2 separate regions of the Rattus norvegicus genome follow, and region 2 is linked to region 1. A link is a contact called in public Hi-C data. All regions are on one chromosome and are shown on one strand. The core of a region is the stretch at or near the end of the contact, and the rest is flanking DNA. Distances in the headings are between cores, read along the strand shown.

What was found. A called contact is a pair of places that touch in the nucleus more often than the background predicts.
Region 2: a contact with region 1 is called in a Hi-C map of psoas muscle, with 2.0 times the contacts expected there. The contact joins two enhancer-like sites. A contact is called at or near these places in 2 of 12 Hi-C or Micro-C datasets (kidney and psoas muscle).

What each region holds. Positions count from the first base shown.
Region 1 is chr15:15,578,463-15,585,262 of GRCr8, forward strand. It overlaps Ptprg (protein tyrosine phosphatase, receptor type, G), which reads right to left. Exons shown (of 30, transcript NM_134356.2): 4 at 6,182-6,330. Among named protein-coding and RNA genes, the nearest start is that of Cep15, 320 kb to the left of the region's middle. Within about 2 kb of position 3,814, at least 1 of the 93 cell types and tissues checked has an H3K27ac peak or open chromatin away from gene starts, as enhancers often do.
Region 2 is chr15:15,724,172-15,730,971 of GRCr8, forward strand. All of the region lies in intron 2 of Ptprg (protein tyrosine phosphatase, receptor type, G), which reads right to left. Among named protein-coding and RNA genes, the nearest start is that of Ptprg, 260 kb to the right of the region's middle. Within about 2 kb of position 3,995, at least 38 of the 93 cell types and tissues checked have an H3K27ac peak or open chromatin away from gene starts, as enhancers often do.

The sequences.
Region 1 (6,800 bases), core at 2,564-5,063:
GAGGCAATACTGCCGTACAAATAAAGGAGAAGGGTAGCTCTCATACGAGTTTAAAAAGACACAGTGTTAGGGGCCAGGGAAATGGCTCTGTGGGTAAAGAAACTTGCCTTGGCCAACCCAACAACCTGAAATAAAACAAATAAAAACAAACAAACAAACAAATAACAAACCCCAAAAACTAAGAACCTAGGTGGTGAGAGAAATAACTCCTGCCAGTTGCCTTCTGACTTCCACATGCTCCTTAAACACACACACACACACACACACACACACACACTAATGTAAGACAAATTTTGGTAAATACAGCTGAACAGATTTCTCCTTTATTATTTATTGTTACACAGTGAAAGCTATCACTGTGGCATTTTCATATGTACATACACACATACATAAATGAAATTTAATTTTTAAAGTGGAAGATGTTTCAAATCCCTTACTATGCTAACATATGACATAAATCTTCAGGAAGGCAGGCCTGTGCCTAAATTTATTCTCAGTGGAATGCAGAAAGGAGTGAACCTAACATTAAGACCATACCTATAAAGCTATGGAGGTGAGAGATCAGAGTGGGACAACATGTCCAGATGTTTTGACTCTTATTTGAGCTGTGAAGACACCACTGTGCATGCAGTAAGTGGAGAGGGTGACACCGTGGGTCAGCCATGCTCTGGCTTAGCAGAAGGAAGATGGATGTGAATCTCCTAAGACAGAACCTAGGGGGTCACACCACATACTTTCTTGCCAGAGAAAGAGAGATATTCCAAGGCAGAAGCAGATGTGTTTCATCAAAGGGAAGCTGTTGGTCTGTCTCTGTGTGGGCTGGCTGGCATGAGCAGACAGAGCTCTCCTGGGAATGGTTGGGGAAAGAGGGAGAGAAGATAGATACAGGCCCGAACAGAACATGGGAGAAGGGAGCTCCAAAGGAAGTCAGAACAGAATGGGCCACATCTTGCCTCCTAGACGGTCCCTCATTCTGACCTAGAACGTTCATAGCATTGTGTCAGGAAAGGTTCAGAAGAGCCTCAAAAGACATTCAGTCTTGAAGACAGAAAAATGGTCAACATGCTGGGTCAGGGCTATAGTGACCCAGGACTCTCTGTAATAAAACACTGAAGCCATTCACAGGGCATGGGAACCACGGGATGGTCTCAGACATTTCTCCAAGCCTAGAAGGAATCTTGCTACTATTTATTTTTTTGCAGAAACGTACTGGGTAATGAAACCTGATGTGAAGAGATGAGAATCTATTTACAGAATGTGTTTTTCCATTCAGTATGGGCATTTTATTTGGGGCAGAGCAGCTTCCATGATTGTGTGTGTGTGTGTGTGTGTGTGTGTGTGTGTGTGTGTGTGTGTGTGTGTGCGCGCGCGCGCCTTTCTAAAAAAAGATTGGAGATTTTAAAACATCTGGCCTCCAGAGTGTGAGATAAGGAATTGCCGCTCTATAACATAAGGTAAGGTGTACATGGAATGTAATAAAGTCTTTGCTTTTCCATACTTGCTGAGATGCTCTAACCAAAGCTGAGGCGAACCATCTGTGAGTCTAGCTGGGAAGGGCACAGACAATCAATTTGGATCATTTAAGCTTATTGAAGACTTCAACTCATAAAAAGTCTGAATCAACAACTCCCGCAATCTCCTATTGTAATGAATACGATTTTAATTACCTCAGACAACAAGCACGCAATGAACCTCCACTTTAATGGAGCTCTCCGATGTTCTGTCTGGAGGTTTTCCTTTGAATTCACTCCAACTTCAATTATTAGGAGAAACGCACCGTGATTCAATTCCTGTTTGTGTGTTAGGAACTGTCAGTTACAGGATCAACCGCAGGCCAAGGAAGGAAAATGGAACGGGGAAAAAGAGGAGGAGAAGGTAACATTCTTAGGAGAACTGCAATAGCCTATCAGGAAGTCCAGGAGCAGGAACCAGACAGAGCCATTCTTTTTTTTTTTTTTTTTTTTTAAAGATTTATTTATTGTATATGAGTACACTGTAGCTGTCTTCAGACACACCAGAAGAGGGCATCGAATCTCATTACAGATGGTTGTGAGCCACCATGTGGTTGCTGGGATTTGAACTCAGGACCTCAGGAAGAACAGTCGGTGCTCTTAACCACTGAGCCATCTCTCCAGCCCCAGACAGAGCCATTCTAACAGCACTGTTGCTTTCTAGTTTGAACTCTGGGAAGGACACCTACACTACCTCACACATGCAAAGTCCCCTTTGCATACTAAAACACTCATGGCCTTACACAATGTCACCAACCTCAGGACCTTTGCACAGTTCTGTTCTTACAGTGTCTCAGGTTTGACCCTTTAGTCTTCACCTCCATCACTGTCTCTAAGACCCTCTGTCTCTTGGCACAATGTCCCTCTGCTTCAGAGTCCATCTGTACAACTGAAAGGCTTGTCGATCGATCTCCTCCAATGTCACCTCCTGAATACACACAGCTGGAGGCAGGGAAGTGGCTTCTTGCTTTACCTGTGTGTCACTAACACAGTAAGGCAGAAAACCCAAAGAAACCTTCAGTTAGCAGGGCAGCAGAGGGCACCCGAGAGCAGGTCTGTCCTCTGACCCTATGCTCACATTCACTTTCCTGAGTTCGACTGTGCTGGAAACAAAAAGAAAAGCAAAGAGAAGAAATGAAGAAAAAAGAAAAAGAAAGAAAAGAGCTGACTTTTGAAGAACATTGACTTTGCTGGATTGTATAATGACTTTCTAGTTAACAATCAGACTGGATCCAATCTACTCTATGACTGTATTTTAGCCAGGAAAATGGAGACAGGTCTAACCTGTGGGTGCCTAAAAGGCCATGGGTATTTTCAAAGAATTGCTGGGAAGGAGCAAAATCTACAAGGTTGGCTTTGCTGCAGTTTACCCTCAGGGAGTGGGACCAGGTTCCGATGCGACAAGCCTGCGCTTAAAATTCAGCCTGCAGGGCAGAAGCCTGGCACCCTTTGCTGGAATTATGGAGTTGTGCTACATGTCAAGATATAAGGCACATCGCTTTTGTAACCAACACAAGAGGCCACCATTACTGCGCAGGGAACAAAGTTCTCTATATTCTAAGTGTTTACAGTGGTGCCACGGGGTTGACGGAGGCGCTTAATCCCACTAAACGCACAGTTTCTTTGCCCTGGAGCCTCACACATGTGACACTAGTGGCATCTGTGGGCTGGGTGGCTTCCTGTACAGAGGGCTATTACATACACGGGCACATTGCCGGCATCCTGCCTTCAACTAGAAACCAGTAGCCTACCACTGCCAACAGTAACAATGGCCAAACCATCAGAAAAGATGATTGGTGTTTTCTGAGGGGTAGCGGGGGGTGGGGGGGATGGTTCCTTGGTCCCACTCCACCAATCTCAGGGTCATCCTCAGCAATGCCTCTTTCTAACTGCAATGGCAGGGATGAAGGTGCTCTAAACGGACCCTGCGCCCCTCCCTTTCCTTATCAGACTACTAAAACAATGCCCTCCTCATGCCGGAATTTGCTCAGGAACAACAAGGTGGGAGAAGGAAAAGGCTGGAACCTGGTGCAGGCCAGAGAGGAAGGCTATTTCCCAGTAAGAGATTTCTCTGCAGGTAAGATATGTATCTCCACTTGTGGAGGTCAGACAACCAACTAACTACTGTGATTTTCGATACAAGGGCTCTCGTGGACTTGGAGGTTACCCGTTAGGCTAAGCGGGCTGCACAAGGCAAGGGTTTGCATGCCACCATAGCTGGTTTTTTCACAAGGGTACTAGGAGCCAAACCCAGGCTGCGTGCACTATATCAACTGAGCCATCCCTGCAGCTCTAACAGCTCTGCAATTCTACACCCCTGCAGCTCTCCACAGTTGCCTAACAAGGGAGTCAAGCCAGGACAGTGGTGATGGGTGGGGCCATACAAGAAGCAGGGCTAGGAGGGTCTTCATCCCTCCACTTGAGCGTAAACCTCATGTCAGAACCCTGACAATGGACTTGATCTTTGTTCTCCTTCCCAACGCGGCCACACTGTATAAAATAGGTTTAATAGGCCTTTTAAGGATGAATGGCCCAGTTGACCTTGTTAGGGCTGACAGAGCCCTGGCTCTGACTTTAACGTTCCAATAACAGTTATCTTTATACATGGCACATACAAAAATGATACCAGAGGTGCAGATCAATTTTTTCACAATCGACTGAAACTTTTCTTGGAATATAATGTAGGTATGTATATGTTAGGTCTCAAAGAAACCCTGGACAAATGTCTAGCTGAGGTACCTATATAATTCTGCCATTTGGCTAAGGACCCTCTTGATCCACTGTATACTCCTAGTCTCTGACTCCTGGTTCCCTCTCCTTTTCTCTTTCTCTCTTCTTTGACTTCCTCTCTCAATCTCTGTCCCCTCCCTTCTTATGGCCCAGTTCATTCTGCAGGCCATATTCAGTAAGGACCCTTCCAGATGTCTCTGGCTGTTTCCTCCCTCCTGTCTACAAAAAACTTTCTCCTGAACCTATACCCAGGAGCAGTCGTGTCCACAGTTTTCATCCAATATGAAAAGAAATAAGCTGACTCCGAGATGCTCAAACGGGATTACCAGGAAGAGCTAGGGTAAATAAGGAACTTTAGTAACGCAAGCTAAAGTTTCACAGACACATTGGAGACAGAAGTGAGCAACTTTCATGTGCATATTTTACAGTTAAATCGGATCCAATTGCCTTTAATCCCTACAACTTAAGTACCTCCAAATATACCACTAAGAACATCAACATGTTATCACAGTTTATGAAAGCAAGCTACGAGCCAGCTGGGCCTGAGGAATCCACTTCACACGGGCAGGTTTACTATCCGAAGCCACTCAAAGGCAAAGAACCCAAGCAACTTGACCAGATGGTAACTCTGGGTATCCAAAGTACCACAGATATTAGTCAGCAACTGATGGCACTCTTCAAGCGATGGGACAATCAAACAGTCTTCCAAACTCAAAACCTTCAAAGAAGACACAGGTCTCTGTGGTACACAGTGTGAGCATAGCAGACTGCCCTCGCAGTAGAGGGTGTGATTACAGAAGAGGTACTTTCTGCCCACCACTGGGGTAAAAGCTACTGTGTTGTGAGAGTACATGCGGAAAAGTCGAGGTGGCGAACACTGTCCCACTGACCCTCAAAAGCGAGTGCACAACGGAGACATCAGTGCGTTTCCCAACTTACACAAGTTCTCACAGAAGGGTCATAAAGAGGCTGGAGGAGCTAGGTAATATGCCTGATACTCTATAAGTCACACAGACATCTGAAATGCAGGTATTTCCATTATGAAAGGGGTTCCAAATATTTATCAGACGATCAAAGTAGGACACAAATTGAGAAAAGTTTGTTGCTGAAAATAATACTCTGCCATCTGGTTCCTAAGATTAAAACAGCCCAGCATTCCGCAGGGACTCCCTGTTTTATACAACCAAACACTACCAGCATATCTAGTGAGATCTGCCACAAACCTGTCACGCTTAGCACGTAGGGATCAAACCAATCGGCACATGGTATCCCAACAGAGCAAAACTCAAATGCATGAAGAAAGCAAAAGAGGCTCACAAGACGAGTGATGTGCCAGGTGACGTTGATGAAGGCCTGAGGACAAGACTCCTTTGTCAACTCTATCAGTACCATGGCCTTCTGGTCACCAGCCTGGCTCTGTGAAAGAGGGTCTCAAAATGCTTGAGGAATGAAGCAGTGTTACCATTATTAGTTCCAGGAAAAGTTGACAGTGCCATCAGTGGTAACTTCCTCTGTCTCAACAGCCGGCGGGGACCAAAACCAAAACCAAACCCTTCAAAGAAGTTGACACCTCAGAGAAGATTCTGAGCCTTCTTTCCACGTCACCAGCCTTTTCATTTTCTAAAGAGTGACAACAAAGTCTATACATCACATAAAATGTCACCTTCACAGAAAAGAGGGCTTGAGAAGCGGATTAGGTAGACTGTGTCAAAGGGAATGAATGGCGGACATTACTGAGGAGGCGAAAGTTAGTGTGCTTGTGGATGCTTTATGGCTCTCCTCTTGAGCAAAGAAGAGACTTGTGGGAAGCTCTTTGCTATGCTCTCCACACAGGGTTTCCGGAGAGGAACGCAGGGAATGTCCATTTAGCCTGCAGAAGGACTGAGGTAAGGACACAGCATCCAACAACAGGAATCCCAGGGACCCCCAGTTTCTCTCACCTCCACAGGAAACCTCCGGCCATTGACGCTATGCTCTGAGCCAGCTGAGCCGTTGCTGTGGCCCCAGTGGAACTCCACCTTCTCGGCTTTGAATCTGCCAGGCAATCCAGCACCGCTCACAAAATAATCGTCTTTCAGCAGGATGGCAACTGTCAAGTGGGAAGGAAGGAAAGAGAAGTGAGTTTCAAACCCAAACTTAAGTTTGGTTGTTTCTGTTTTTGGTCTTTGATTCTTTCAGTCAAGATCATGATTTCCACGGTGTGGATCACTTTCTCACGAGTCAAAAATCACCTGTTTCAGTTAAAGAAGGCATTGCTGCTATAGAGGGCTCCTGGACCACTAATTGGTTCTTGTTGTACAGTGCTATCCTTTGAGCCTTACGGCCACCCTCATTACAACAGCTGTGACTGCTTATGAAAGACCCCAGAGATTGGGTTTGCAGGCCTCTGGGGCTCACTCACAGAAGAGGGAGGGGAAGCTCACTAGACTTCAGGATCCTAGCCTATCCCTTCTAAGCCATCTAACTGTATGTCATTCAGCCCTAATAATACATGGCTTCCTGATCTCAAGAGACACTAGAACACAGTGAAGTCAAGATTAACTGTACACACTGTGTACA
Region 2 (6,800 bases), core at 2,745-5,244, 150 kb after region 1:
TCCTCTCTCTTTCCCTGAAGCACTACCTCAGTGCATTCTAGAGCACAGGTCAGAAGATGCAGCTTCAAGCGACAATTCGTGACCTGGTTTAAGTTTCCAGTGTTCTCCTTTTGGGACATGACCTTTTCTGGGGCATTGGCATGCTCTCTATGAGTTACATGCATACTATAGTGCATTAGCAACATACTAGGACAAGTACAAAAAGTGTGTGTGTGTGTGTGTGTGTGTGTGTGTGTAAGTAACCATGTGCATGTGCATATATGCCATATATATGTGTGTGTGTAAAACCATGTGCATGTGCATATATGCCATATATGTGTGTGTGTGTGTGTGTAAAACCATGTGCATGTGCATATATGCCATATGTGTGTGTGTGTGTGTGTGTGTGTGTGTGTGTGTGTATATACACATACATACACATATATTTCAATGACAGCAGTGTTTTAAAATGCAGTAGAGAGAATAGAATAGAAGCAGGAGAGGAATTAGCGTTATTTTTCTTTTCTTTGGGAACTGAACCCAAGGCCTCACACACTACATGAGCTCTACCACAAAGGTATGTTCCCACCCAAGGTTAACTTTTTGCTTCATTTCCTTTACCAGGTGACTTGTAAATTGGATGTGCATGTACAATGTAAGCTCTATATGAGCAGGGTTCTGCAAAACAACAAGACACATTCCTACTGATCTGCATTCAGATGTTGACAGTGCTCCCATGCAGACTTTTCTAGATGGAGGGTCTCTAGTTGCAGCCAGTTAATGTTCCTATAAGGTCAGATACTTCATTATGCAAGGAACATGGACACGGCACTTTGAAGGAAATTCTTAATTTTTTTTTAAAAGACGGGGTCTTTCTGCATAGCCTGAAAATTTGGCTATCCTGAAAATTACTATGTACATAGGTCAGCCTGTTCTCAAACTCACGGAGACCCACTTGCCTCTGCCTCCATAGTGCTGGGATTAAGGAATAGCATGCTGTCCCCAGGTCCTGCCAGGCACAGGGTGATTTTAATAGACAGCCTTCACCGCACAGCCTTCTGTGCTTTAGTCACAAGCATCTTATCCCCTATAACCTCACCTGTGCCACATACCTATTCTTAGAGTTGAAACAACTCACTTCAGAATAGATCAGCCTTGTGGAGAGAAGCCGCAGGACAGAGTTACCTCCTCACTGTAATTTACAAAAGGACTCTCCTAGCTCTAGAATTAGAAACTATCACAGGCTGGGTGTGAGGCAAAATCCTCTAGAACTCAGGAAACTTTTGCCATTAAGAGATATCAGTCATAGTACTTACTGGCCGAGTCTATGCGAGGGAAGGCCTGCAACTCAGGTGCACATAAGGTGACAGCTGGGGCTACAATCGTCTAAGGCCCTCCACCCCATGGACGGGAGGATCCATCTGCAATGTGACTCATGCACATGTCGGGGAACTGCCAACAGCCTATTAGAAACACAGTGCTACATAGCCAACAACCTCAGCATACACTGGTTTGAAAACCACTGGTGTGGCAGACCCTAGCGCTTGGGAGGTAGAGGCATGGGAATAAGAAGTTCAACACCAATTTGGGCTACATGAAATCATTAGTGCCTAAAAAAAATTTTTTTAAAAATCAATCAATCATCAATCATTCGTCAATCAGTTGTCCACAGTCAATCAATCGACAAAGCACTGATGTTAATTGCCTCAACTCTTGAATATCTGCAAATTACAATAATAAAACACTAGAAAATTTGATTTTAAAGTGACAATATCTCAGCACTACTTTTCAAACTGCGTCCTCTAACTTTATGCTTTCAAATGGTGCCACCTAGCACACTCCCAGCCACACCAGGCACCCAGTCAGATTAGTCGGAATAAACAACAAACCCAGCCAACACGGTTTAATGATCCCACGTTTCCTGTTGCCGGACTGCAGGAATTTTAAACTTTGACTGCACTTTGAGTGGTAACATGGAGGATCTTACTTTGATCCCTGGATATAAACTGTGTCTCCTTCTACGTGAGTAAAAACAATCCCAGATCTGAAAGCGTGAACAAGTTCATATTGATCAAGCAACCTCTGCCTCTGCCAGACAGTTAATAACATGGGTAGTGCATGCTGGGTGTTTTCTGGTCTGCCTCTGCCGGCCAGTTTATTACGAGGGCGATGGTGCATGCTGGGTATTTTCTGGCCTCTCGACATTTGTATCCGTGCCTCTTTCTAAAGCAGTTAGATATTTTGCCTTCACATTTTCCCCAAATAGTATTGGTTTTTTTGTTCTTGTTTTTTAAGTGAACTATTCACTACTCACTCCCAGCCCACGGCAGTGAAGAGACTGAGTTACTCTTTTTGCAAAGAATCCCTCCCCCCTTTTAAAACCAAAAGGGATTTATTTTATTTTTCAATTATGCATGTATGTAGTGGTAGGGGGTAGGAAAGGAACACTTAAAGGCAGGTGCTTACGGAGGCCAGAGGAGCCAGGTCCCTTGGAACTGGTGTTATTGGCAATTATTAGCTGACCACGTGGGTGCTGGGACCCAAACTCAGGTCTTGTGCAATAGCAGTATGAACTACTAATCCCAGAGCCAGCTTTCCCGGCCCTCAGGAAACTTTTAAAGACAACGATAAAAGCTGTGTAAATGCTGTCTGAGCTGGAGTCCTCAGCTTTCCAAGAGGCTGGCCAGCTTCCTTCCTCTCCTCTAACCAACCTAGACCATCTTCTTGGCATGTCCAGCTGGCTGACGGTGAGGGATGCTTGTATTGTCCATGGACTCCATCTTACCACCATATGGGAGGTGGCCAGTTGCCAGGGCATCCTGACACAGGTGAGCAGAAGAGGGTGGCAGGCTCTGGAGCACACTGAGAAGTAACCTGTCATATAACTGATGGGTGCACAGACTCTTAAACAGATGGCATGGCATGGGGGCACAAAGACTGAGTCCTGCCTCTCGGTGTTATCAGGTTTCATACAAAGATATGCTTTGCAAAAAAAAATGATCCCTAAGATTACCTGAGGCTTTCCTTTCTGTCAGGTTTAAATATGACATGCACAGCCACGAGGGGGGGGGGGGAGCAAACCTTCAGCAAAGTATCACAACTAACATCATCATCAAAAGGTCTAAGCGACTCTCAGCAAAGAGACAAACCACCCAGATAGACAGAGCAGGAGACAGGCCCTGTTGTTTTAAACCAAGAAGTTGGCCAGGCAACTTAACCAAGCTGATGGGCACCAGGCTCAGTGAGAGACCCTGAAATCCCCAAAATTAAGGTAGAGAAGAATGAAGGAAGACACTTGGACTCGATCTCTGGCCTCCACATGTGCACACTCGCATGCACGAACAAACATAAACAAGCCTGCGTCTGCCACATACATGAGTGGAAATTAACCGATTAGTCATGAAAATCCAAGTATCAGGTTTGCTTTAAGCAACTCAGCTTGGAGAAGTCGGCAGAAATAGACCTAAAATCAAAGTCTCAATGGCTTAGGGAAAGTGGCTTCGGGCATACAATCTGGGCGAACTAGTTAGCAATCCCAGGCCTTGCATCCTTCCCGTGGATGTGTGCCTAGAATTTCTCCTAGGATCAGTTTTGGATTCTCACCTCGGTAGAGGGGAATGTCAGAAAGCAGCCACTTTGTGATGTTACTTACATCCTCACTGATATTAAGTTTATCATATGCTCTGCAATGTTACAGGCAGAACCCAGACTCGGGTCCACAGCACACGCCTTGCATCGGCCTGCACTGCACTACCGTTCTTCGCTTGCAACCCATTTTCCCATGAACACCTCCCCAAAGCCTGAATCATAGAGCATCTCTTTCCTCCACTCTCACCATTTCCCCTGTACTTCTAATTTCTAAAACAAGCCCTCGGAATTTATGAAATCCCCTGGGCCAGTGGTTCCTGTGAATTGCCCAGGTATGAAAAGCATTACACAAACCATCAGTCACCCTGAGAACCCAAAGGCACTAAGTGTGGCTGGCCATGGTTGCTAAAGAATGTTATCTATTTCCATCTTGTGCAAATTTAGGCGCAATTGTGGTTTCCTGTCCTAGGGTGTAGTCCAAAAGTAACTCCCCAGAAGTCTGCAAAAATAATACCGGGTGTTTGTTTGAGAGGAAGACTTGAAGAGTTTCCCACTCAGAGGGGAAATGGCGTGTCCTGGCTACAGAGTATCCAGCGAGTTCCGTGTTGCCAGAACCTGCACAATGTTGGTTTAAGCATTGTTTTGTTCACAAGTAAGGCAGGGGCCCGCTGTGGTATGAGGCAGGTTTTGTTCCTTCTCATGCTACAGGGCCTGCCTGTCAGGAGACCGATTCTGTTTTGTTACCTATAAAATGAGAATGACTACATCGTCTGTGTCTTTGTAAAATTGATTGTATTGTCGATGGAAAACACCTCTCATTTCAAAAGGGCATTAAGAGAGTTTCTTCTGGAGCAGAATGTGGTACATTGTGCCTATGGTCCAGGAACAGACTCAGGCCAGTTACACCCCACAATCTGTTCCAATGAGGAAAGAGTTCACTGAAGTTTTTACATTAAAAGAGCAAAAGGAAGCGATGATAGAGGTACTTTGCTAGTACTCTGATGGGGCACCAAGTACGCAGGGCAGAGCAAGGTATGAAAATGTGGGAGGGACTTTAGACACTAAATGATGCATTCTTAGCTTTAGGAACCATAGGACCTGGGGACCTGTTAGTGCACCTCCAAAGGTTTCACATGATAGTTATAAGACTAAAGTCTCAACAATTACAAATGTCTCCCCAGTGATCTCTGCACGGTCTTTAATACAGGTGTGGCTTCTTTTCCTCTCCCAGGGACTTCAGTTAATAGGAAAGATTAAAAATGAACCCACTGTGTTTCAGGGTAATGTGCATATAAATATATATGCATATCATTTTCTTAGATATTAAATTGACTCTGAAACAAGAAGGAACATTGTATACTGGAGCTATTTAGGGGAGATGATGTCTTTACGTTCTATGTTCATTATAGGAATGACTTCATCTTTACCAAGGGTTTTAGTCTGAAATAACACTTCAGCCATGGGTGGATACATTTTCCATGAGGTACCATAAAAAGCACATTATATATTCTAAGGTGTAACCCTACTTTTAGCTTGAAATAGTAACAAGTTCTGAGTCACTGAAGATGAAATTTGCCAACACAGAAATCTGAGGTCAAGAGTAAAGATCCATCAGGGGGTCAGGAGTGCAAATAACTTTCCCTGAACTGGTCAGCCTGATGTCCATAGTATATAACATCACAAAAAGAGGCAAAGACAGCAGAAGACAGGATTGCAGCCCCAGTGAGGATTACAATGGCGCCCCTGTGGGGATCACAGTGGCCACCTGTGGCCAAATACCAGTCACTGTGGAGAAGGAAGGAGAGCTTCTGTTTCTACTCTGTGCCTAGGAGGCTCTTCCCTGTCAGCCCCTTATCATGAGCCACTCTGAAGTCAAGGTCTCTGCCATCTGTGCCCCAGCCAAAGGCAAAGACGCAGACCACAGTCTCATTGTATGACCTGAAATTAGGGAAGGCTTTCTAACCCCACACTGTTGAGTATTCTTCAAACTGGGAATAGCATCTACCCCCATCTACCTCAGCAGCAGTTAGACAACCTCACAAATACTTCATGGATCATGGAGGAGGTACAGAGACAGCAGAGCTGGATCCAGAACGAAGCTGTATATATAGTAACAATTACATAAGAGCCGACAGAGTGCCACCAGCACAGGGAATGACGGCTGGCGCGGCTGCAGTCCCTGCCTCCATTGCACAGGAAGTCTCTGTGAATACGGGGCCCTTGGCTTCTGCCTCTTTGGAAGACTGAGCATTCTTTTTTTTTCTTTTAAAGCATTTTTGCATTTGGCTTTGGGCTTCAGGACAAAGAATACATTTCACACAACTCATTCAAGCCTCTTTTCTCGTTTTCCTCTTTTTAGCTTGCACTTTTAAGGCTATAAAGAGCCTGGAATCCCCAGAAGCCTCATCTACAGCCGTTTCTGCAGAGCTTGTCACACCATCTCCACTCTCCAAGACAATGGATGCCCAGTACCCTAGAGCTGAGTGTGTTAGAAGAGGAGGGCCGCTGTGGCTAATCAAGGAGGTGTGTTCAGCTTAGGAGTTCAGGAGACTAGAAGGCTGATGCCAAGGTCATAGAGGAAGTAGTTTTTTCCCTGGGGCAGGCAAAAGAGTCAGCTCCATGCCTCTTAAGCTTCTAAGTGAATCTCCCTTTTCCTTATTGATAAGAAAATTATCCTGGATCCCTGCCCTCAACTTCATGAGGTCATCTCTCTGCATGTGCACCTCTGTCCAAATGGCCCCTCATGATTTGGACAATAGTTACATCGAGTCACAAGCCAGAACAACTTCATATTATCTCCCTTTTAATCAAAGGCCTTTACTAAGGTATTGGGGTTTAAAATTTAAACATATGTATCAGTATTTAAACATGCATATGGGGTATATGAGTTACGTCTTGGTGGCTGTGCTAGAACACCATGGCCAAGGCAGCTTATAGAAGGAAAGGTTTAGGGGGCCTTACAGTTGCAGACAGTGATTTCCTAATGGCTGGGGAGGCGTAGAACTATGCTGCAGGGTCAGGAAGTAGAGCTGTAACATCTCCAACCACAGACATGAAGTGGAGGGAGCAAACAGGAAGAGGGGCCACACTATGAATTCTCAAAGTCTGCCCCCAGCAAGGCCGTACCATCCCAAACGTTGTCACTTACTAGGGATTAGATGTTCAAATTCTTGAGCCTGTGGGGGACACTATCATCCAAGCCGCCACCAAAGGAGAGGATAACATTGCATTAT